2 separate regions of the Sus scrofa genome follow, and region 2 is linked to region 1. The links are chromatin contacts, called in public HiChIP or PLAC-seq maps. All regions are on one chromosome and are shown on one strand. Each heading gives the region's core, a stretch centred on a gene start, on an enhancer-like site or on the middle of the called end of the contact. The rest is flanking DNA. Distances are from core to core; before and after follow the strand shown.

What was found. HiChIP or PLAC-seq counts read pairs in DNA pulled down with a chosen protein or histone mark.
Region 2: a contact with region 1 is called in an H3K27ac HiChIP or PLAC-seq map of alveolar macrophages. The contact joins two enhancer-like sites. A contact is called at or near these places in 4 of 47 Hi-C or Micro-C datasets (blood, embryonic fibroblasts, heart right ventricle and 1 more) and 1 of 2 datasets of contacts at active chromatin or transcription factors (alveolar macrophages).

What each region holds. Positions count from the first base shown.
Region 1 is chr13:157,191,528-157,196,066 of Sscrofa11.1, forward strand. No RefSeq gene overlaps it. Among named protein-coding and RNA genes, the nearest start is that of NFKBIZ, 79 kb to the right of the region's middle. Within about 2 kb of position 1,259, at least 18 of the 83 cell types and tissues checked have an H3K27ac peak or open chromatin away from gene starts, as enhancers often do. A contact at or near this core is called in alveolar macrophages and retroperitoneal adipose tissue, where this site is marked.
Region 2 is chr13:157,292,442-157,297,385 of Sscrofa11.1, forward strand. No RefSeq gene overlaps it. Among named protein-coding and RNA genes, the nearest start is that of NFKBIZ, 22 kb to the left of the region's middle. Within about 2 kb of position 2,415, at least 47 of the 83 cell types and tissues checked have an H3K27ac peak or open chromatin away from gene starts, as enhancers often do. A contact at or near this core is called in alveolar macrophages and retroperitoneal adipose tissue, where this site is marked.

The DNA of each region.
Region 1 (4,539 bases), core at 9-2,508:
CTACACCACAGCTCACTGCAACACCAGATCCTGAACCCACTGAGTGAAGCCAGAGACTGAACCCACAACCTCATGGTTCCTAGTCGGATTCGTTTCCGCTGTGCCATGATGGGAACTCCTCAATGTTGATTTTCAAATGTTGTCAATTACATGGTAATTCTGATTGGTCTACAAGTAACAAATACCATTTCTTAGCAAAAGTTTGTGTCTTACATGGATTATCAACAGAAAATTTAAAATAAACTTAGTTACCAGAGCTACTTCCCTAGCCCTTTCCATTCTCACATTTAATCACTAAGAGCTCACATTCATTGATCTGGCACCCCCATATTGGGTGTGTGATGTACATGAATGTATCATTTAACCCTCATAATAGCCTTATAGTGCATTGTTATTATTATTTCCATTTTGCAAATAAGTAACTGAGTATTAAGGAACCTCTCTAAATTCTCGAAGCTAATAATGGTAGAACCAGCCTCAGTCCTGGTCTGACTTAAAAGCTTACGCATCTAAAGACTAAATTCTACCACCTTGCAGTTCAGTTGCATATCTTGTTATATACAATTTTTTTCCTTCTTCTCTAATTTCTTTGAACATCCTCCCTAATTATCTAATAACTCTACTTTCTGCTTCCCTCCTCACCACAGGAATCTAGTATCCTTGGAAGAAAATCTAGAACATTGTACCTCTTCAAAATATATGGAAGTGAATTTAAACAAATTAAGATCAACTTTAAAATAATTAATGTTATTCATTTTTTCATCACATCTGCTTTGTTTCTACTACATTTTCTACATTCACCACACCTTCTCCCCTATTGGTTTCAAGAGAACATCCAAGTTTGGGAATGAGAGTGCTGTTGTGAAAATAACCTTGTAAAACACCCTCTGTAGATAGGACTGTGCTTAAAGTCAAGTGTGTGGATGCACTAAAGAGTCTCATTGACAATTACCCAGGAAGACCTGAGCTAAAGATTTCACTCCCTTAGAGCTGTTCACTTGTTCACTCAAAAGCCATTCATAGACTACCTTCTGTTTGCTTTAATCCAATTTGTGCCCTTAACAAGTTCTCAGTGGAGAAGACAGACAGGTATCCTACAGTTGTGGAACAGCCTGGTAATGCCAGACCAGAGGTGGAGAGGATGGCCAAACAACAGTTTGACACTTTTTTCATCATTAATTATATGTATTTCAAACTAACTTCCCAATATGGGCTCATTTCCTTTTTGCATCAACATGAAGCCTCAGATGAAACCACACAGTGTATTTCATTTCAAAACGAAACTCATGACACAGCTAAGTAGTGAGTCATCCTCAGAAGCCATAAAATTTCAATCCCAGTGTTTTAAAAACTGTCTGAGTCTTTTCCATCATTAAGCTGCATGATGTATTTCTTGACCTGAACTTCTTTATCACCCATTTTGATTCAGGTGATGACTATCAAAAGAGTTCATTTCTGTGTTACAATGATAAAATCTACAACTCTCCACACCAAAAATGAATTTGGAACAGAGGGGATAAAGTGGAAAAACTATTTTCCTTCCAGACCTAGAGAATGGAGGGAGGAAATCAAAGATTTGATTATAATTTTTCCACAGAGACAATCTTCACTGTCTAAACCTGCATTACTATTTTCACTTTATTGGGTACCCTTCAGAATTTTATACATTAACAAAAGGCTGTGCCTTTTCACTTTGGAAAGTCATTCAATGAAAAAAAGAAAAAAAAAAAGGACATCTTACAATGACGAGCAGAAAGAGCAAGCCCCAGGTCAACAATATAGTCCTGTCCTGAGGAAGATGCCTCCCAAGCCATGGGTGATGTCACAGCTGCTTGTCTATTTCCCATCCTTCTCTTGAAAAAAACAAATAAAAACCTCAGTGATTTCACAGGGTAGAACAGAGGTCAGTGTGAACCAATCCACCAAGAAGCTCCTTAAGATGGTATTAGCCTAGCTCTTACACAGCAAAGCCAATCCATGTCATGCAAAAGGAGAGGGAGACTAAAGTATATATCAGGAATGCAGAAACAAATTCACCTTTACCTCAACTATTAGATGATTTTCAAAGAGCATTCTTGGGTATCCCAGAGCAGATGAAGCCTTATATGTGATGGTGCATTATCTCAACCTCCTACCTTAACCACCTCCCAGTTGTGTACATGCATTCCCATTTCAGGGCTGCCACACCAAGGTTACATGAAGAAGGCACAGACACATGAGTCAGAAACTATAAAACCCTCACAGAGGCCAGCCCAAGGCTGAAGAGCACAGGCAAACCACGTGATGATTTCCAAGAGCACTGACATGCACCAAGACAACAAGTTTCATCAGTGCAGTGCTCACTGGGAAAATCCTAATGAATCACCACCTACATGACAAACAAGGAAATAGACAGCCCATATCCAGCCTCGTTACTCTGGGTAATGGAGAGGGGACAATAAACTAGAAAGCAGTGCCTGGATTTCACAATACCTGTGAGTTTGGTTTTAGTAAAAATCAAGGCTCTTCCTAAAAACTTATCAGCTAGAAAGATAGGTGATCCACAGAACCACTTCCATGGTGACATATCTTCCTCTATCAGCCTTGCCATTTTTAGTGAACACTCAGATCAAATCCTGCTCCTTCCTTTTCTCTTCACAATGGAGTCTTCCTCCAGGGCTAGGTAGCTCAGCCCATAAAGTGAAACTCTTCAAATTATCCTAAAAAACACCTTAAGTCCCCCACAGAGTTGAATATCTTCAGTAGGTGATCTTATCTGTTCTCTAATGTTTCTCTAGGGCTTTTGATTAATTTTTTGATTCCAATATTGAGCACATCAATAAATCCTTCATCACCCACTCACCAAGTGCCTTGAAAATCTGTTCTCACATCTTTATTGTTGGTCAGGGAAATCCTTCAAATTATTCATACAATCTTTCCATGGATTTCTACCAAATACATTGACTATTTCAGGCTTGATTGAAATTGCTGTCTGAGGAGAATGAACAAATACCCACATCACTACTCACTCCCACCATTACCCTTCATTTTTCTCTCTCCACCTCTGTACTGTCCCTTTTCTCCTTTCCTCCCTCCTTTAATTTCCACAAAGTTCAGTTCAGATAAATCAATTGCTCCTATCAGGAAAATCTTCTTTAATGAGGGAATAGTCTCGAGAAACATTTACAGACCCATTTGCCTGAATTTCTTCCACAAAAACTATTATTTTGTGTTGTTCTTATATATTCATTCACTCATCCATCCATTCTACAGACATTCATTATGCACCAACTACATATCAGACACCATTCCAGGCACTGGGCTTACATCAGTGTTCACAACAGCCAAGGCCCTGATCTCAAGGAACTCACTTTCCAGCAGGGTAAACAGTAAGTAAGCATATCTCTAACATACTCAAGAAAGACTGAGAGCTAAGGGGTCAGGGGAGGTGGGGGGCAGGCAGGGGGGTAGATCCAGTAGTCACACAAAGCCTCTGAAAAAATGGCAGGTGAACAAAGACCTAAGAAAGCAAAGAAACAAGCCATGTGGCTATCTGGGGGAACAATGCTAAAGGCAGAGGGAGCAGCAAGTGTAAAAGGCCTTGAAAAGAGCACAGGGTAAGAGTTTTCCAGAAGCAATCAGGAAACTCCCAGAATAGCTGAAGCTGAAAGCTCAAAGGGGAAGGCAGTATGAGTTTGAGAGTTGGCCAGAATCCAGAAGGAATTTTGGCTTTTATTTGTGAATGTTATGCAAAGCCCTGATCTGTGTGTGGGTCTTTGAGAAGGGAGGTAGCGTGATCTGACTGAGGCATTTTCAGAGGGGTTTGTCCAGCTCTTAGTGGAGAGCAGTAGGGAGGGGCCCATAGACTATGAAAGACAGGAGACTGGGAGGCTTCTCTAACCCCCACCCAGCATTTCCTACTGCCTCAAACTAGTGTTCTTTGGTATTTGCCTTTCCTGTCAGGTGAAACAAGTGAGAAAAGATTTCTAGTTAAGTGGGTTTTGGCTTTTTACCAAACTACGCAACTTTCACACAATCCTCTCTCTCTCTCTCTCTGACTCCCTGCCATGAAGTCTGCTTTAAACCTGCCCTGAGAACAAAGTTTCCAGGTGCTTGAGTTCTTTCAGGGCCCCGGAAGCCAAACAGATTCACTGAATATTGCCCTCTTACTAATATAGGATTTTACCTTTGCACTTTCTTTAACACACAGAGACTCTGACAGCTTTATCAAAAAATGTAATAGCTTGAAATCAAAAGTCCAACGTTAGGTTTTTGATTTTTTTTTTCTTTTTAGGGCTGCACCTGCAGCATGTGGAAGTTCCCATGTTAGGGGTTGAATCAGAGCTGCAGCTGCCCACCCACGCCACAACCACAGCAAAGCAGGATCTGAGCCCCATCTGTGATCTACACCACAGCAGGCAAGGAATTGAACTCACATCAGGCCAGGAATTGAACCTGTATCCTTGCAGATACTATGTTGGGTTTTTAACCCACCGACCATAACAGGAACTCCAGTGTCAACCCACTGTGCCAGGCCAGGGATCAGAACCCATACCTCCA
Region 2 (4,944 bases), core at 1,165-3,664, 100 kb after region 1:
CAATGCCATTATGAGGGCTGAATGAGATCTTGCTTGTCATCTCCCAAAACAAGGGTTTAATGTTAATGCCCTAACCATTAACTCCCTGAAAGAGCAGTAAAATATTTTCACCCGCTAGGTTTGGAAGGAAAGTGTTTTACCTCACAGTCTCAAATTAAAGGAACAGGAAGTGCTTTAATCAGAAAGCATGTATGGTAGCTTTAATGACAGGGCTTCACCAAAACTGTAGGGGGCATGACGCTGAGTCTGTTAAAGATTACATAACCCTGAAACTGCCAGTCAGCAGAGACCTGAATTCCCCTCTTAGATGTTTTCATCTGTCCTCCTCTCATGGAAAATAGTGGAAATTCAAATTGGTTCAAAAGATGCTAAACCACCAAAAAAAATCTTAGTTCACAAGACATCACAATAAAATGTCTATAAAGTAAAATTCATAGTAACCTTGAGGCAATTTTAGAAATCAACTAATAGATCCAAGAATCACAGACATTTTAGAAAACATCCCACTGCCCATTTTGACTACATCAGGGAAGGGCCAGGTAGTATCTGGAATTAGGAATGTCCACCTTTCTCACCATTAGAAGTTCAACATCAGGCCAAGAAAGTCAAAAGGTGAGGTCAGCCTCCTGATCTTCCTGTTAACCTGGTGGGGGAAATCAAGAGGCCACCAGATGAAAGTCAGCTGAAAGCCAAAGGGAAATGGTTTTCTCAGGAGCAACTCATTGCGGGTCTCAGAAAAAATCAGAAAATCTTCTGTCTGTATAGTGCTCTCTATAGCTCTTCACCTTCTGAGAGGGCTTCTTTTGCTTTTAGACTTCCTTCAGGACAAAGTCTACAGCTGGACAACTCAATTGTGCCAAGCATGGTCACCACCTCCATGCTGGGAAGGAAAGTGCCAAACATTTAACATTTGTTGTGCACCAATTTCTGGTGCTAACTCATCCCAGACTGTCTCTAAAGCACTTGCACCCTACCCACCTGTGTCTTTAGTCAAAGCAAAATCATCTGATAATAGAAATGGGTGTGGATCATACATTGTATTCTGAAGTCAAAAAGACTTTAAGGGTAGCTGCATGTTCAGATGATCTGTGTGGCTGATCCCTCCTCCAGTGGGAATTGTTGAGGGTAGTCAATAGGCCTTGGAAAATGTTATCTCCTTTTATTGTGTAAACAACCTACTAAGAAAGGAAAAAAAAAAATTCCACCTGGCCAGATAATGTGTTTCTTTAGATGCCTGATATTAAGTGTGGGGATACATATTACCAAGTACTTAAAACTTACATAATAAATGTCATCCTCTGAGATACCCCCACACCCCATGACAGCAAGTTCACTAATCCTCATGGAGAGAGTCTCAACCATTCTACCTAGAAAGGCCCTTTTATTAACACAAAATCCCAGACTGTAATAGATCTAGGGGTCCAGCCAAGTTATCAAATTTCAAGGCTTCCTTCATTCATAAAATGGTCTTTTAATACTGTCTTTAATTTTAAGACGTAATATACAAGAATTACATGCTGTACAACATTTTGATCTACTTGGATATATTTTTCCATAAAGATATAGTTCTATGACTACCCTTGTTAAGAAAGTATATCTCTAAACACATACTCGAACCTCTTGGGAGATTTCTGCCTAGCAGTATCACAGATCTACTTTCCTGGTTAAATGTAAGTTTTTACATTAGATTTAGGATACTTTCATCACCCAGCCTGTCCCCAGCATCTTAGTCTTTCCTGGGCCTTCACAGCAAACATACATGATTCATAGCCATTACCAAACTATAAAAACATCCTGAGTTTTCCCTCCCCCCAAAACTGCCCCCTAATATTTTGCCCCCAAACAAGAATGATCACCCAAATATCAAAAAGTGACTCCAAATTAAGGCATCTAAATACGTGAAAAGAAAGGAAAAAAAGCTTAACATTTACGAAACTTTTTCATACTAAATATCAAATAATAAAAATATACCTTTGTGTTTGAAGAGTCAAATCATACAGATACGTAAAGGCAAATCAACTGTTTCCAGCTGTAATCAGCGATAATAACCCAAGTACGTGAGAGCATGAGAAAAATGATCAGTTTCCTTTTGAGGTTACATGATAAGCAGCAGCAGTTAAGCAGCCTTTTTCTCTAAGAACCCAGTGTCTGCCCTCGTGGCAAGAGAAGCCAGCCCCTCTCCACGTCCCCCTTTATAGGGATCGCTTTCTGTTCACCCCTCTAAAGAGGATAAGGGCGGGGGAAGCTAAGGACCCGTTTTCTAAGATACAGAATAAGGTCGAGCTCTCATTCGAAAGGGGCTGCGTGGGCACAGAGGAGGAGGGAGGAGGCGTGAAGGGAGCAGAGAGGACTAGGTTCGTGGACTTTTTTTTCTGCACCCTGGAAATTCCCAGGCCAAAAAGGTACCGACCGGAGTCCCGGACATTCCCCTCAATGGCTGGCTCCAAGACCCGGACTGGAACCCAGCAGAGGAATCAGAAGCCAGTCTATGAACAAAAAGGTTTTTGCTAGGGATGCCTTTTTAAAAGGTCTCAATGAACTCACTGCCGGGCATTAGAGTTGCCTCGTGTTTATGGATTCACGCCGTCTCTTTTTCTTTCGCGTTTTCTCTATGGCCCCAAAATGTGTGGGGGTGGGACTAAAGGGGTGCTTTCTACAGCGCAGCTTTTCAAAAATGGCAATCAGAAAGTAGTATCTCTACCATGGCCCTTCATTGACAAAGGACAAATATACACATAAAGCAGTGGTTCTTCAACATACAAGTCATATTGCTTTCATGTGGGGTAGAGTGGGGGTGATTTTAAACAGAGAAGGAACCATTGCACAATACTGAGAGGATTTCTTCTACGACATTTGGTTTCACTGTGGCTTCTTTTCCTTTTGGGACACTTTCTTCTGTAATCTCTGTACTGCCTCCTTCCCTAGGCAGTGTTATAATCCAGTTTTATAGTCAGGAAATGTATGGTTCTCCACTAGGAATGGGCATCTAGATACCAGAACATCTTTTTTAAAAAAGAAGCCTGACTTCATTTCCTGAAGACTATTAAAAAGCAAAATACGGAGTTCCTGTCGTGGCTCAGCAGTTAACGAACCCAACTAGCATCCATGAGGACGCAGGTTAGATCCCTGGCCTTGTTTGGTGGCTTAAGGATCCATCCAGTGTTGCCCTGAGCTGTGGTGAAGGTTGAAGATGTGACCTCCATCACCCCTCATTCCAGAATTCCTAGGTGCTCCTAGAACTCTGCAACTGTGATCTCACTTCCAAAGAGAAAAAGATCGGGGAAGGGGGTGTGTTGTTTCCCTTGGGTGTTTATTCCCCCAGTACTCCCTGGGTAATTGTTATTTCTTTTAACAGGGCCCAGAAAGAGAAAACTCTGGCATGGAATACATGGATATAAAGACTTGTAATATACATTCTTGTGAACCACCCTGATGTATCAATCTGAAACTTAATACCCAAAGGTGGGCAGTATCAGTCAATTGGTACTTAATAAAATGATGGTTGTTTAGATGGTAAAAAGGAATCATATTAAAGGAATTCCCATCGTGGCTCTGCAGAAACAAATCCCACCAGGAACCATGAGGTTGAGGGTTCGATCCCTGGCCTCACTCAGTGGGTTGAGGATCCAGCATTGCTGTGAGCTGTGGTATAGGTCATAGATGAGGCTCAGATCTGGTGTTGCTGCGACTGTGGTGTAGGCCAGCAGCTGTAGCTCCAATTAGACCCCCAGCCTGGGAACCTTAACATGCCACGAGTGTGGCCCTAAAAAGACAAAAGGCAAAAAAAAAAAAAAAGAACCATACTAGAAACCAAACTTACACCTACTAAAGTTTCTCTTCTATAAAATATAATTTGCATAGAAGGGCCTTATTAAGGATTCTCCCTTTCACAAGTAGCATCAAATCAATCATTTGAGTCAAGAATATGAGGAGATGCACTAAGAAGTTAATGCCATCATTCCAAAATAAAAATCCATATTTTAACCTAATAAAATTATATACAAACTACTATTTTAAGATTTTATTATAGATCTAAATAGCCAACCTATGTAAATAATGACATTATTCAGCTAAACTATTAGGCTTTTACAAATCAAGAAAACTAACATAGAAGCTCCCATCATGGTACAGCGGAAACAAATCCAACTAGGAACCATGAGGTTGCGGCTTAGATTCCTGGCCTCACTCAGTGGGTTAAGGATCTGGAGTTGCCCTGAGCTGTACTGTAGGTCACAGACATGGCTTGGATTCTGCGTTGCTGTGGTGTAGGCTGGCAGTTGTAGCTCCAATTAGACCCCTAACCTGGGAACCTCCATATGCCTCGGGTGTGGCCATATAAAGTCAAAAAAAGAAAAAGAAAAAGAAAACTAACATAGAAAAGTATTTGCATGTTAAATTTAAAAACAGTTATAAATTTCATGTTCTCTGTGATTACAGATTTGTGATTTAAAAAACCCTGAAAATAAACCAAGTTGCTAATGCTCATTTCATTCAAATGACAGAATTATGGATTCTATCCATAAATTTTCTTCATCCAGATTTTAGTTTTTTTTTAAATTATGATATCCTTTGTAATGGAAAATATATATTTAAAACAAACTATGTTGGTATGCTAATATACACAACTCTGAGGTACTGGTTTAAAATAAACTTTTTGGAAGAAATTAAAATATTGTATCCAATTGTTCTGAGAATGATTTAGGTAATGTTCCAGACTCCACCCTTAGGCAACTTTTTTAACTTCCATACCAGAGTGTAGAAAGACAAATTAGGAGGGACATAGTGAATGAGAATACTTTAAGAAACTGTGTCATCAAATCTTTAGGACATAAAGTCACTAAGTTTAAAAAATAACAGAAATTGGATGAGATCACAATAAATCATTTGCACAAACAAGCAGTGTCACTCCAAAGTCATGGAGAGGCAGTGGAAATTGAAATTCTC